2 separate regions of the Mus musculus genome follow, and region 1 is linked to region 2. The links are chromatin contacts, called in public HiChIP or PLAC-seq maps. All regions are on one chromosome and are shown on one strand. Each heading gives the region's core, a stretch centred on a gene start, on an enhancer-like site or on the middle of the called end of the contact. The rest is flanking DNA. Distances are from core to core; before and after follow the strand shown.

The links. HiChIP or PLAC-seq counts read pairs in DNA pulled down with a chosen protein or histone mark.
Region 1: a contact with region 2 is called in a FOXA1 HiChIP or PLAC-seq map of pancreatic cancer cells. The contact joins two enhancer-like sites. A contact is called at or near these places in 4 of 115 datasets of contacts at active chromatin or transcription factors (bone marrow-derived macrophages, embryonic basal ganglia, forebrain and 1 more) and 1 of 9 other capture datasets (liver).

The regions. Positions count from the first base shown.
Region 1 is chr2:118,870,514-118,876,405 of GRCm38.p6, forward strand. It overlaps Ivd (isovaleryl coenzyme A dehydrogenase), which reads left to right. Exons shown (of 12, transcript NM_019826.4): 4 at 865-1,034; 5 at 2,372-2,465; 6 at 2,655-2,791; 7 at 4,152-4,248; 8 at 5,803-5,892. Among named protein-coding and RNA genes, the nearest start is that of Ivd, 11 kb to the left of the region's middle. Within about 2 kb of position 3,733, at least 14 of the 459 cell types and tissues checked have an H3K27ac peak or open chromatin away from gene starts, as enhancers often do. A contact at or near this core is called in pancreatic cancer cells, where this site is marked.
Region 2 is chr2:118,284,749-118,290,902 of GRCm38.p6, forward strand. The region is part of intron 1 of Gpr176 (G protein-coupled receptor 176); the gene reads right to left. Among named protein-coding and RNA genes, the nearest start is that of 1700054M17Rik, 17 kb to the right of the region's middle. Within about 2 kb of position 3,088, at least 46 of the 459 cell types and tissues checked have an H3K27ac peak or open chromatin away from gene starts, as enhancers often do. A contact at or near this core is called in pancreatic cancer cells, where this site is marked.

The DNA of each region.
Region 1 (5,892 bases), core at 2,483-4,982, 590 kb after region 2:
CCAAAGCTATGCTATAAAATCTCACCTTTGGGCCAGAGAGATGGCTTAGTCGTTTAGAGTGCTTCCTGGTTCTCCAGAGGACCCAAGTTCAGTCCTTGCTGTTCACCTTGGGTGAATCACAGCCACTATAACTTTACCTCTAGGGCAGTGGTCTCAACCTCTCTGATGCTGCAACCCCGTAGTGCAGTTCCTCATGCTGTGGTGACCCTCAACCATAAAATTATCTTTGTTGCTACTTCATAACTGTGGTTTGGCTGCTGTTATGAATCATAATGTAAATATTTTTCAAGATGGAGGTTTGCCAAAGGGGTCGTAACCCAGAGGCTAAGAACTGCTGCTCTAGGGGACCCAAGAGGATTGGTTCTCTTCAGGTCTCTAAGGGCACCCATACACTTGGCATAAATACACACATAGGTAAGTAAAAAACACGATTAGCCTTGTTAAAAGTCTCATCTTTTTTGAGGCCTCTGCACATGCACAGCCTGTAACTGAGTTTTTGGTGCTCTGAGCATAGGCCCCTTCCCACCCACCCCTCTGTGTTCCCCTGCCTTCTTCCTCCATCCATCTGCTTCTGCCTCCTGTGTCTTCTACAGGAGTGGGTGCACAGGGTTTTGCTTGTCCTCACTGAAGATGACAGGATTAAAACCAGTGTGGGAGACGATGGTCTTCTGACCTATAGTTCACCCACAGGCAGCTAGCAGAACCAGCTGTGTCCCTGGCAACAACAGCCTTCCACCCTTGCCAGGGAGACTCACAATAGATTCCAGGGTGTTTCTTTTCTGCCAACTAATGTAAGATTCCTTCCTGTCTGTGTTCCAATGTAACCTGGCTGCCTTTCTGCTTCCCACACTGTCCCACTCCCAGTTCAGTATGGTGGCTCTGGCCTGGGCTACCTAGAACATGTGTTGGTAATGGAAGAGATATCCCGGGCTTCGGGAGCAGTGGGGCTCAGCTACGGTGCTCACTCCAACCTCTGCGTCAACCAGATTGTTCGAAATGGGAATGAGGCACAGAAAGAGAAATACCTTCCCAAGGTGAGGAGACAGGGATGGAGACGCTCACTCGTGTGGACTCAACACAGCCACCATATCACAAGCCCTCCCCTTGGTGGGGGCCAAGCACGTTCTCGTTCTTGGCTTGCTGCCATAAGCTAAATATAACGAGAGAAGGGATTGGTATTGCTTTAAAATACTTAATTCAAAAGATTTGAATGCACAAATGGCTGGAGAGATGGCTCTTAGGGTAAGAACATTGACTGCTCTTCCCAGAGGACCCAAGTTCAATGCCCAGCACATATATGGTGGCTCACAACCGTCTATGACTCCCTCCCTCCGTGATCTAATCCCCTCTGGCCACTTTAAGCACCATACACATTTGGTACACAGACATACATGCAGGTGAAATAAATAAAGGTGGAAAGCAATAGAGGAAGATAATACTGACCCTTAGTCTCCACATACATGTGCACATACAAAAAAGGAAAGGGAAGGGAAGGGAAGGGAAGGGAAGGGAAGGGAAGGGAAGGGAAGGAAAGGGAAGGAAAGGGAAGGAAAGGGAAGGAAAGGAAAAAGAAGAAAGCAAGGGCAGAGCTTAACTTGTGAGTTGGATGAGTAACATTTAACAGACTTTAAGAAATTAAAGGTGCACACCTTTAATCCTATTACTCAGGAGGCAGAAGCAGGTGGATTTCTGAGTTTGATACCAGCCCAGTCTACAGAGTGAATTCTAGGACAGCCAGGGCTACACAGAAGAAACCCTGACTTGAAAAAGAAAAGAAAAAAGGAAAGAAAGAAATCTTCAGCCAGTGATGTGGTGACTTGTGACATATGTGGAGTTTCAGCTGCCATGGAGGCAGAAGCTGGAGGATTTGGCAAGACCCTATCTCAAAAAACAAGTAGGAGCCAGTGAGATGGCTTAGTGGGTAAATAAATGTGCCTGCCTCACCAGGCTGGGTGAGCTGAGTTTGATACTCATGATAGAAAAAGAACCAGCTCCCACGAATTGTCCTCTGATAGACACACACACACACACACACACACACACACATACACAGTAGCCTATGTGCACATGTACACACAGAGAACAAATATATTTAAAATATAAAAACCATAGGGTAAGGGGAGGGCTCAATGGTAAATTCCTTGCTTAGCATGCGTGAGACCTTGGAGCCAATCCCGGCACTGCCAAAAAGTGGCAGAAGCAAGGGTAGAAGAGAGGCCTTGCAGATGCTCGTTTTACTGGGGGGGTGGGGGGGTGGGGGGGGCGGAGTTTGGATGTGGGCAGGAGGAGGCAGGAGGAAGAGGCTGTCCCTGGGAGCTACTGCAGGACACTTCCCAGTCCTAACAGGACCGGGTTTGAGTTTTCCTTGTAGCTCATCAGTGGTGAGTTCATCGGAGCCTTGGCCATGAGTGAACCCAATGCTGGCTCTGACGTTGTCTCCATGAAGCTAAAAGCAGAAAAGAAAGGTAAGGTCACTTGCCACGGGGCATCTGGAAAAGGCAGAAAAACAAACTCAGAGTAAGGGAGTAGGAATTGGGAGTGGCCTCTGCTGGGTTCCTGTGCTGGTTCTCACAGTTCTGTGCAGTTCTGTGGACTGACTGACCAAGCCAGGCCAAGAGACTTCAGCAAACATTGGATTCCTGCCTTGCCCTTAGGAGATCACTATGTTCTGAATGGCAACAAGTTCTGGATCACCAATGGCCCTGATGCTGATATCCTAGTCGTGTATGCCAAGACAGATTTGACCGCTGTGCCAGCTTCTCGGGGCATCACAGCCTTCATTGTGGAGAAGGTGAGGGTGGTGGGTGTGACCCAGAGAGACTCCGCCTCTAACCAAAGTGACAGAGGTAACTAAGATTAACATCAGTGTTCTGTGCTCTGCCCCCAGGAGCATGCGGATAAGCAGAGACCAAAGCGGATAAGCAGGGACCAAAGAAGGTAGCCAGAGAGGCTGGGTCAAGTTTGAAGACAGTAAAACTGTCCACAGAGTTGAGGAAGAGGAAAATGGAAAAGAAGCCAGGAGCAGGAACTGCAGGGGAGGCTGAGGCATGGGTGGGAATGTGAATGAGACCTGCAAACCTCTGATAGTAAGGACAAGACAAGACACATCAGGAGTTAAAACTCGAGGGTCCCATTTTGGGTTTAGTTTTGTGATAAACAAATCCAGCCACACAGGTGACATGTATTTGTTGTCTGAGCAGCACTTAACAGGCAGGCTGGGTTAGTCTGAGGCTAGCCTGGCCTTTGTAGTGAGATCCAAGGCTGTCTATCAAGCAAGGCTCTGCCTCAAAGAATAAAAGTAAGAAAGAGCAAAGTTTTCAGTATAGAGAAAAGAAAGTCAGGAAGATTTGTTGTTGTTGTTTTGTTTTGGTCTCACTGTATAGCCCTGGCTGGCCTAGAACTCATTATTTAGACGAGGCTTCCCCTGACCTAACAGAGGTCCGTCTGCCCCTGCCTCCCAAGTGCTGGGATTGAAGGCATGTGCCCCACCCTGGAAAAGTTTAAAATATATAACTTTAGAGAGCAGGTGTTGGCTTCCTGCCATCTGCCTATAATGGCGATGAAGACAGAAAGCAGGTGCCACTGAGGCTTGGGGGCCCAGCTGCTGGGGGGGTACTAGAGAGTTTAAGTACACAGTGCCAAGGTTGGCTGTACACTCCATGAGGGATGGGGGGTAGCTAACTAAGGTTGGGACTGGAAAGGCCAGGAGGTAACAGAGCAACATGCGTGTCTCCCGGCCACTTGGCAACAGTGTATCTGAGTCATCTAGGTCAAAGCATGTAGGTGGTTGGAGTCCGGGTTCCTTTAGGGACAGGTGGGTAAAGAATGAGGGCAGATTGGCATGGGTTATGAGAGTATCTTCAGAGTGATATCCCTGGGAGAGTGGGGAGACCTGGGGACTGTTTCATTGAGAAAACTGCTCCCCTGAGAACCAGGAAGACGCAGGCTGCATGGCAGAGGAGTTGGGAACAAGGTTGGTTTGGTGTGAAGACTGGAGTTTTGCACAGAGAGAGAGAGAGGAGAACGAGAACTCGGGAGTAAGATGCTAGCATGCCACATTTGTAGATAAATCAGGTTTTCCCTTTATTAGCACCCCCCCACCCACCCCGTGGGGCAAGTCTAACCAGGGCCTCCTTTGGTTTCCTGTCAAGGGTATGCCTGGTTTTAGTACCTCCAAGAAGCTTGACAAGCTGGGTATGAGGGGCTCCAACACCTGCGAGCTGGTCTTTGAAGACTGCAAGGTTCCTGGTAAGTGACCAGGGAATAAGGGAGTCCCTGCCCTGACTCCTTTGCAAGTTGGGAAAACCCACTACCACACCCTTACAGAGGTTCGCCGCCATCATTTGTCCCGTGATGCACAGTTGGACTGTGGGCCTCCAGCTGCTGGACAGTTGTCTGTCCTGGCCACAGACCCTGCTGCTGTTGGCTTACCTGCCTATGATGGGGTTCTTCTGTGGGTACCACACCTTGCCTAGCCCCATCTACTGACATCCTTCAGACTTCCTGTGCACTGACTGTACAGCCCACGTGCTAGCCTGACTCTTTGTCATATATAACCCGAGGAAAACAGGTTAAAGGCAGAGAACTTATTTTGACTCATGGTTTCAGGTGTCAAGCCTATGGCCCTTTGGCACCATTGCTTCTGTACCTATGGTGAGACAGAGAATGAGGGGAAAGTGGCGAGGGAGAACTGCTTATTTTGTGGAGGTCAAATAGCAGTGATAGAAGAAACCAGAGTCCCTCTAGACTCTCACGGACACACCCCCAGAGGCCAGTTTTCCTTGGAGGTTCTTCCTCTGATCATTTCTGTTGTCTCCGCTGATGCCATCAAATTATGACTCCGTCATCAGGTTAATCCATTGAGCAGGTCAGCCTTCACAATCCAGTCACGTCCCAAACCCCACCTTGGAACACTGCTGCAGCAAGAGCCAGGCCTTGTGCACACACCAGCCCACCGCAGGGCATTCCCTACCGCTCTGAATTACACTCAGTAATGATGCTAAAAGCCCATCTGAATAAATTGACAGAAGCCAGACTCGATGAAGGAAAGGTAATTTGATTTTGCAGGAATAGCTTCTCCCTGTGCTATATCTGTAAACGTGACACCATGTAGCACTGTTAGAGAGCCGAGGGTGGGGATCTGGCCATCAATTAGGACTGCTTTGTGCATCAGCCACAAACCATCCTGAAATAGTGTGCTGTACACAGGGGGTCTCTAGAAAGGGAGACCGTGCAGACTCATCTTTGTAAAGAGGAAAAAAATCCACCCACCAGCCTTGAAAGCAGGTAGGCTGTCCGGTTTCTATACCCAATGTTCTGCCCACACCTCCCAAGTCCTTATTAGAGGGAGTGGGTGCTCAGTAACTTCTGTCACCAACACCCTAACTCAGAGACAAAGGCGCTTTCACGAGCATCATTGAGAGGTGACCCTACAGACGACCTCAGGCACCGAGTTCTCTGATTTCTATGTTAGTAGACATCAGGTGTAGAAAGAAGCGAAGAGGGGCAGGGTGAATTCTAAACCAGTCAGCTTTTCTTCTGTCTCATCCTAGGGTCCAGGACAAGAAAGGAAAAGGAAAGATCTAACAGCTTGGGGTTCTGTAGTGTTGTGGATGCTGGGGGGGGGGGTCGTGACCTAAAGCTCCACTTCTGCCTGGAAGTGGCAAAGTTCATCTTTTCCTCTCTCTTGAAACCCTAGTTGAAGGTTGAGTGACTCACTTTTGTGCCTTATGTGACATAGTACCTTCTATCCAAGTAAAGAGGCTATGAGCAGCCTTCTCTGACTTGCGTTTATCCCTGCAGCCGCTAACGTCCTGAGCCAGGAGAGTAAGGGGGTCTACGTATTGATGAGCGGGCTGGACCTAGAGCGCCTGGTGCTAGCAGGTGGGCCCC
Region 2 (6,154 bases), core at 1,838-4,337:
GTGAATTTAAATGATGTCTTTCATCTGACCCAATTAATCCTAAACACTGTGATTTATTTAACCCAATTAATCCCAAATATATGATTCAACACATCATTACTGATAAATTATTGATAAAACATTTTTATATTCTTGGTTTTGTGCTGTCTTTAGAATCCAATGTGGTTTGTTTGTTTGGTTTTGGTTGGTTGGTTGGTTTTGCTCTTACATTTCCAGACTCTCTCAGTTGGAATGGTCACATTTAAAGTGCTGAGTGGCCACGAGCAGTTAATTAGTGTGCTTTCTGTTGCAGTCATAAACACCATGACCGAAAACAACTTGGGGAGAAAAGCTCGTATTTGGCTCACATTCCACCACAGTGTATCATCTAGGAAACCAGGGCAAGAGATAAAGCAGGAACCTGGTGTCAAAAACTGAAGCAGACGGTGGAGGAGTGATGCTTACCAGCTTTCTCTCCAGCCTCAAGTAAAACTACCTTCACGTCCCCAGGCCTAGCTGCCCATTGCTGGCACTGCCCCTGTGAGCTGGGCCCTCCCACATCAATCATTAGTTAAGAAAATGCCCTACAGAGTTGATCCAGGCCAACCTGATGTTAGTATTTTCTCAATTAAAATTTCATTTCTCAGATCACCCTTGTTTGTGTCAAGTTGACAAAACAAACAAAACACAACAAAAAAACCACCAGTACCTATAACTAGTGACCCACATGGGGGACACTGAGATTCTAGATTTTGCATAACAATGACCTCATCAACCACCTCTCTTTGATGTTTCTCCTCCCATGGCTTCCACAGCCTACCTTCTCCAACTTTGTTCCTACTCTCCCACTTCCTTCAGCTTCTGATTGGTCTTTTCCGGGGACTCACTGCTGCTACAGCCTCTTCCTAGTTAGACCACCTTTCCCTGTGACTTCCCATCAAAATGCTGATGACCCCAGATTCATGGCCCAAAGGAGCCTTTTCCTCTCTCCAGACTCCTGTTTCCAGCCCGATTCCTTATCGCTCTCCCACTGTGTCATCCTCCAGGGCCTGGTGTTTGCCTGTCTGACCCCACACCTTTCCTCCTCTGGTTTGCAGAACATCAGCTCTCTAGCTGCTCTTGAGCTACACCAAGATTAACACTAACCACACATGTCTTTGTGTAGCATTTCTAGATTGCCTGGAATGTTCTTCATAAGTTTGGTTCCTTTTAATCCAGGTTTTAGTTTAAATACTGTCTCCTCCAAAAGGCCTTCTCTGACGATCTCTCTGTTTCAAACACATGCATTTCTTCCTCCACTTACATTACAATACTTTACTGTGCCTTTACAGTACATTCCTAACTATTATTAGCCATTTGTTTCTCTCTCATTGGGGAAAACATATGTAACCCTTGTTCAGTTACAAGTCCTTACATAGCTCATTATTAGGAAGAGTAGCCATCTTATAAATAATTGTTAAATAAATGAATTTATCAAAATACATGGGCAGACAGCAATCAAAAGTCCCTGCAGTGCAGCTATCCATTTTGGGAGTATGTATGTCGTCATCAGAGTTTCCAAAGAAAACTCTAAGTCAGAATGACATACTGCAAGGAGGCCTGTTTGGGATGAAGAGCTGCAGCTGCAGAGATGCCCCAGCACAGTGGGCTCTAAACTCAACCCTCAGACTCCTACACATGGAACCTGAAGGCCGTGAAGCTGGCCAGGGCCCATCAGCCTGTGGTACCCTTCAGTATCACACAGCCTATCCTTCCTTGGTCCATTCTGTAACTAGGGCATCCCGCTTAGGACACTGCTTGCTCTTGTGCATCTGCCCAAAGGATGCTGCTAGTAAGCCAATCTGACAGCAGAGCCACACGCTATGGGAAGGACATGGTACTAAGCCTGCTATCCAGGGCACAGGCTATCCAGAGCTCCAGGCAGAGTCACTCCAAGGAGCTGCCTTTGTCCTTGAATATGTACAGAACTTACTGCCAAGGTCTTCTCAAACTCAATGTTCTGTGATCTTCTAGACAATGTAGAAAAACCAACTGATACATCTAGACATGTGGGCCAGCTGTTTCCAGGAATTCTCTAAAGCACTCTGCATTAGTTTGGTGATAGTGACTCAAGAAAACATCAACAGTGATCACACACACACACACACACACACACACACACACACACACGGACTCCCACTTATTCAGGATAAGAGTTGTTTATACTGATGCCACCAGTCACCATGGTGATAAGCTGAACAATAATGATTTATGAGAATCCTCCTGATTTGGAAGCCTTTCGTCACTGGTACACAGATTTGAGTCTAACCAAAGCATCTTTCTTTACATAGTGTTACAGGCAAGACTTAAAAATATGCTCAGGATCTATTAATGTAATAGTCCACTGGAAGATATTGTCTATGAAGAGATGTACACATTGCGGTATATTTGATTTTCACTGCTAGAAGAGTCTTTATCCCTTAAAGAACTTCTCACAAATAAATTATTCCCTTTGTGAGAATCAAAATCCTGAGGATTTTCATGTTGTTTTTTGAATGTGTGTGTGTGTGTGTGTGTGTGTGTGTGTGTGTGTGTGTGTGTGTGCATTTGCATGCACACCTGTGTTGGGTTGGGTTGCCATGGTGCATATGTGGTGGTCAGCCACCATTATGAAACTTCTGGCCATCAGACTATGGTCTCCAAGCTTAAAGTAGCACTCCAAGGTAAAGGTCGCACCTTTACCAGCTGAGTCACTTTGCACTGGTCCCACAGTCTGTATATTTGAAACAACATATATTTTGGATTTTCAATCCATAATTTTAACCCTGTCACCCATGTTTAAGTCTCCTCTTGTAGCACCATGAGGCTGCTAGGCACCTCAGCACTTGGATCCATCCATTCCAAAGTTGTTTGAGTCAGATCTGTAGTCAAGTCCCAAACGACCACTAGCAACAGACTCACCAGCCTTCACCCATGCTCCTGGGCTGGACTGCTCTTTCCACCCTGGGAAGCATTTCCACTGAGTCCACAGCAGGAAGCCAGCACATTCCCACTGTAGGTCCCATGGCAGGCTCAGGGGGTGCCCATTATAGGACTCTGACTCACTGAGTCCAACACCAGCTTCCTGGATGAGGAAGCCCTGACAATGACTACCTCTGAGGGATGCTGGCAAAAGCATCTAGTGCTTAACTGCTGAGTCAAGTGTGTAAGAAATGCCTGGCAAGGCTTCCAAATCAGAGGAGTGCCCATACGTCATTACGTTCAGCTTATCACCATGGTGACAGTGGCATCAGTATAAGCAACTCTTATCCTGAATAAGTGGGAACGTGCGTGTGCATGTGTGTGTGTGTGTGTGTGTAAACACTTGTGATGTTTTCTTACTGAGTAACCATATGTCATCAAGTCTCCAGCCCCAAGCCCATAGTTCATAAACCTACATGACCATTGGGATCACCACGAAACTTCTAAAGTACAGAGTCCCTACATCTAACCCTACTACATCAGAACTTTAGAGAGCATAGGAATCTTCAGTTTCATGTGCACAGCAGGAAATTTGGATGGAGTAACCACACCTAGCTTCACCAAACCCAGCAGCTCAGGAATACTACACTCAGGATTCCTTAAATAGAAAGAAAAACACCTCCCCCCTCAAAACACACACACACACACACACACACACACACACACACACACACACACACACCATAAAGGCACACACAGAAATCTCAGAGAATCTGAAAACAAGCATCCATGGAGCCTGGAGGAAAGCCTTCTCCATCAAGAATCAGGGTGGAGCTTGACCCCACTTCAGTGTGGGCAGAGCTCCAGCCACGGGGCAGCTCTTCCTTTGGGAATACCATCACCAGACCCAGTTTTAATTTTTTATAACTGACCTTCTTTGATACTTTTTAATCTCTCCCAACAGACCCACTGGGCAACCAGAAAATGAGAATATTTTAATTAGCTTTAATAGATATATTCCTAGCACCCCCATTTCATGGTGTGGCCTTAAGTATATTGGAACTATCGACTTTGTTTTAGAAAGAAGAGAAGAAGTTGGGGTGAGGGAGTTGCTCACTAAAAGCTGTACAGGGGAGGAGTACACTTGGTGGAATTATAGAGAACGAGATCTGAATGGCTTGCTTCCCGGAGGCTTGCTTGCCAGGGTGCCATCTGGTTGCTGCAGCCTGGGAGCCCTCAGGCTTGCTCTAGTTACTTCTAGTCTGGGACTTCAGGTTTTTCCTGTTTCCCAATGAAATGCCTTTGAGTGATTACCAAGATGATGTAGAACCAATTCTTAAAATGCAGACAATGAGCCGGGCGTGGTGGCGCACGCCTTTAATCCCAGCACTCGGGAGGCAGAGGCAGGCGAATTTCTGAGTTCGAGGCCAGCCTGGTCTACAAAATGAGTTCCAGGACAGCCAGGGCTATAAAGAGAAACCCTGTCTCGTAAAACCAAAAAAAAAAAAAAAATGCAGACAATGTATAAAAATATAAAGGACAAAGGTTGAAGAGATGACTCAGCTGCTAAGAATGCTTACTGCTCTTCCAGAGATGGGTTCCCAGAAACCATGAGCAGCGCTCACAACTGCCTGTGACTCCAGCTCTTGGGGGTACTCGTTTTCTGGCCTGACTATATGGGTACCTACACACTAGTAGCCTGAATGTGTACGCGTGCATACACACACACACACACACACACACACACACACACACACACACACAAATATTTTTTTAAGCCTACAAAAGGGTAATAAGTAAAAGCACCCAGTGATTACCTATTGAAAACTTTAGGGATGCTTTTCACAAATAGGGATTTTTGTCTGTGCCAGTGGTAGCAAACTATGCATACTGCACAAGATCTAGTCATTATGTGGACTATGTTTCTGTAACAATAAGTAAAAGTAGATACATATCATCATCTTGACAGCTAAGTAAAGCAATAGTGCTTGTCTAATTATATCCCAATTAATTTATTTACTGTATATCAATGGACTTGTTTAAGCTCTTTCTAACAGTCCATTATTATACAAAGCTGGATAGAAAACCAAACTGCATATTTATTGATGAGAAATTCCTATGAGCATTTCTCTGTATATGTGAGTATATATATATATATATATATATATATATATATATATATATATATATACCTCTCTCCCATCACTTTCTCCTAAACACTGGGACTGGGGGAGTGTACCGCCTTGCCCAGCTTTTTACATGGACGCTTGAGATCAAAACTCATGTCCTCATGCTTCTGACTGAGCTGCATCCAAGGCCATTTTTGTTTTGAGGAGGGGTCTCACCAAGTTGCCCAGGAAAGCCTTGAACCTGGCTCTGGAGCTCAGACAGACCTTGAATTTGTGATCTTCCTGCTTCAGCCAGCCAAGCACCTGTGATTGAAGCCTATTCCAGGCCTGGCTTCAGCCTCTTTTACTCCTGCACTGCTACCTTCCTATTTATTCTCCTGGGCCAGTATTGGATGTGCATCAGATCTCATCCACTGCATGTGTCATTTATGTCTTCAACAATTACCCTCTTCTACAAACTGGGAGAGAATTCTCAGATAGCCCTCCATTTTATTGAGTCCTAATTCATCAGAGGTAGTCAAATCCAACTTTGAAAAGTGTATTTGTGGTGGTTTGAATATGCTTGGCCCATGGGAGTGGCTCTATTAGGAGGTGTGGCCTTGTTGGAGGAAAATATCACTGTGTAAGCGGGCTTTGATGTCTCTGAGCACTCAAGCTCTGCCAGTGAAGAAGACGAGTCTCTCTCCTGGCTGCTTTCTGGATCAAGATGTAGAACTCTCAGTTCCTTCTCCAGCACCATGCCAACCTGGATGCTGTCTTGCTTCTCACCAGCCCCAATTAAATGTTTTCCTTTATAAGAGTTGTCTGGGTCATGGTGTCTCTTCACAGCAATGGAAAGTCTAACTAAGACAGTATTTCAACAAAGTCATGCAACCTATTCTGTATTCCAACATCGTTAGTTTTGTGGGCTTCCTTCCTTTCTATAATCCAATCATCTTTATGCACTTGTAGTTTCTTTCAAGTTAGTCTACTGTTTCTGGAAATGCTAATTTTCCCATTTGCTGGGCCTACTGGTTCTCCTTTACAGTTTGTTCAAATAGCCTTTTAAAATATTTTACTTATATTTATATTTATTTTATCAATATATTTCATAAGTATATTAAAAT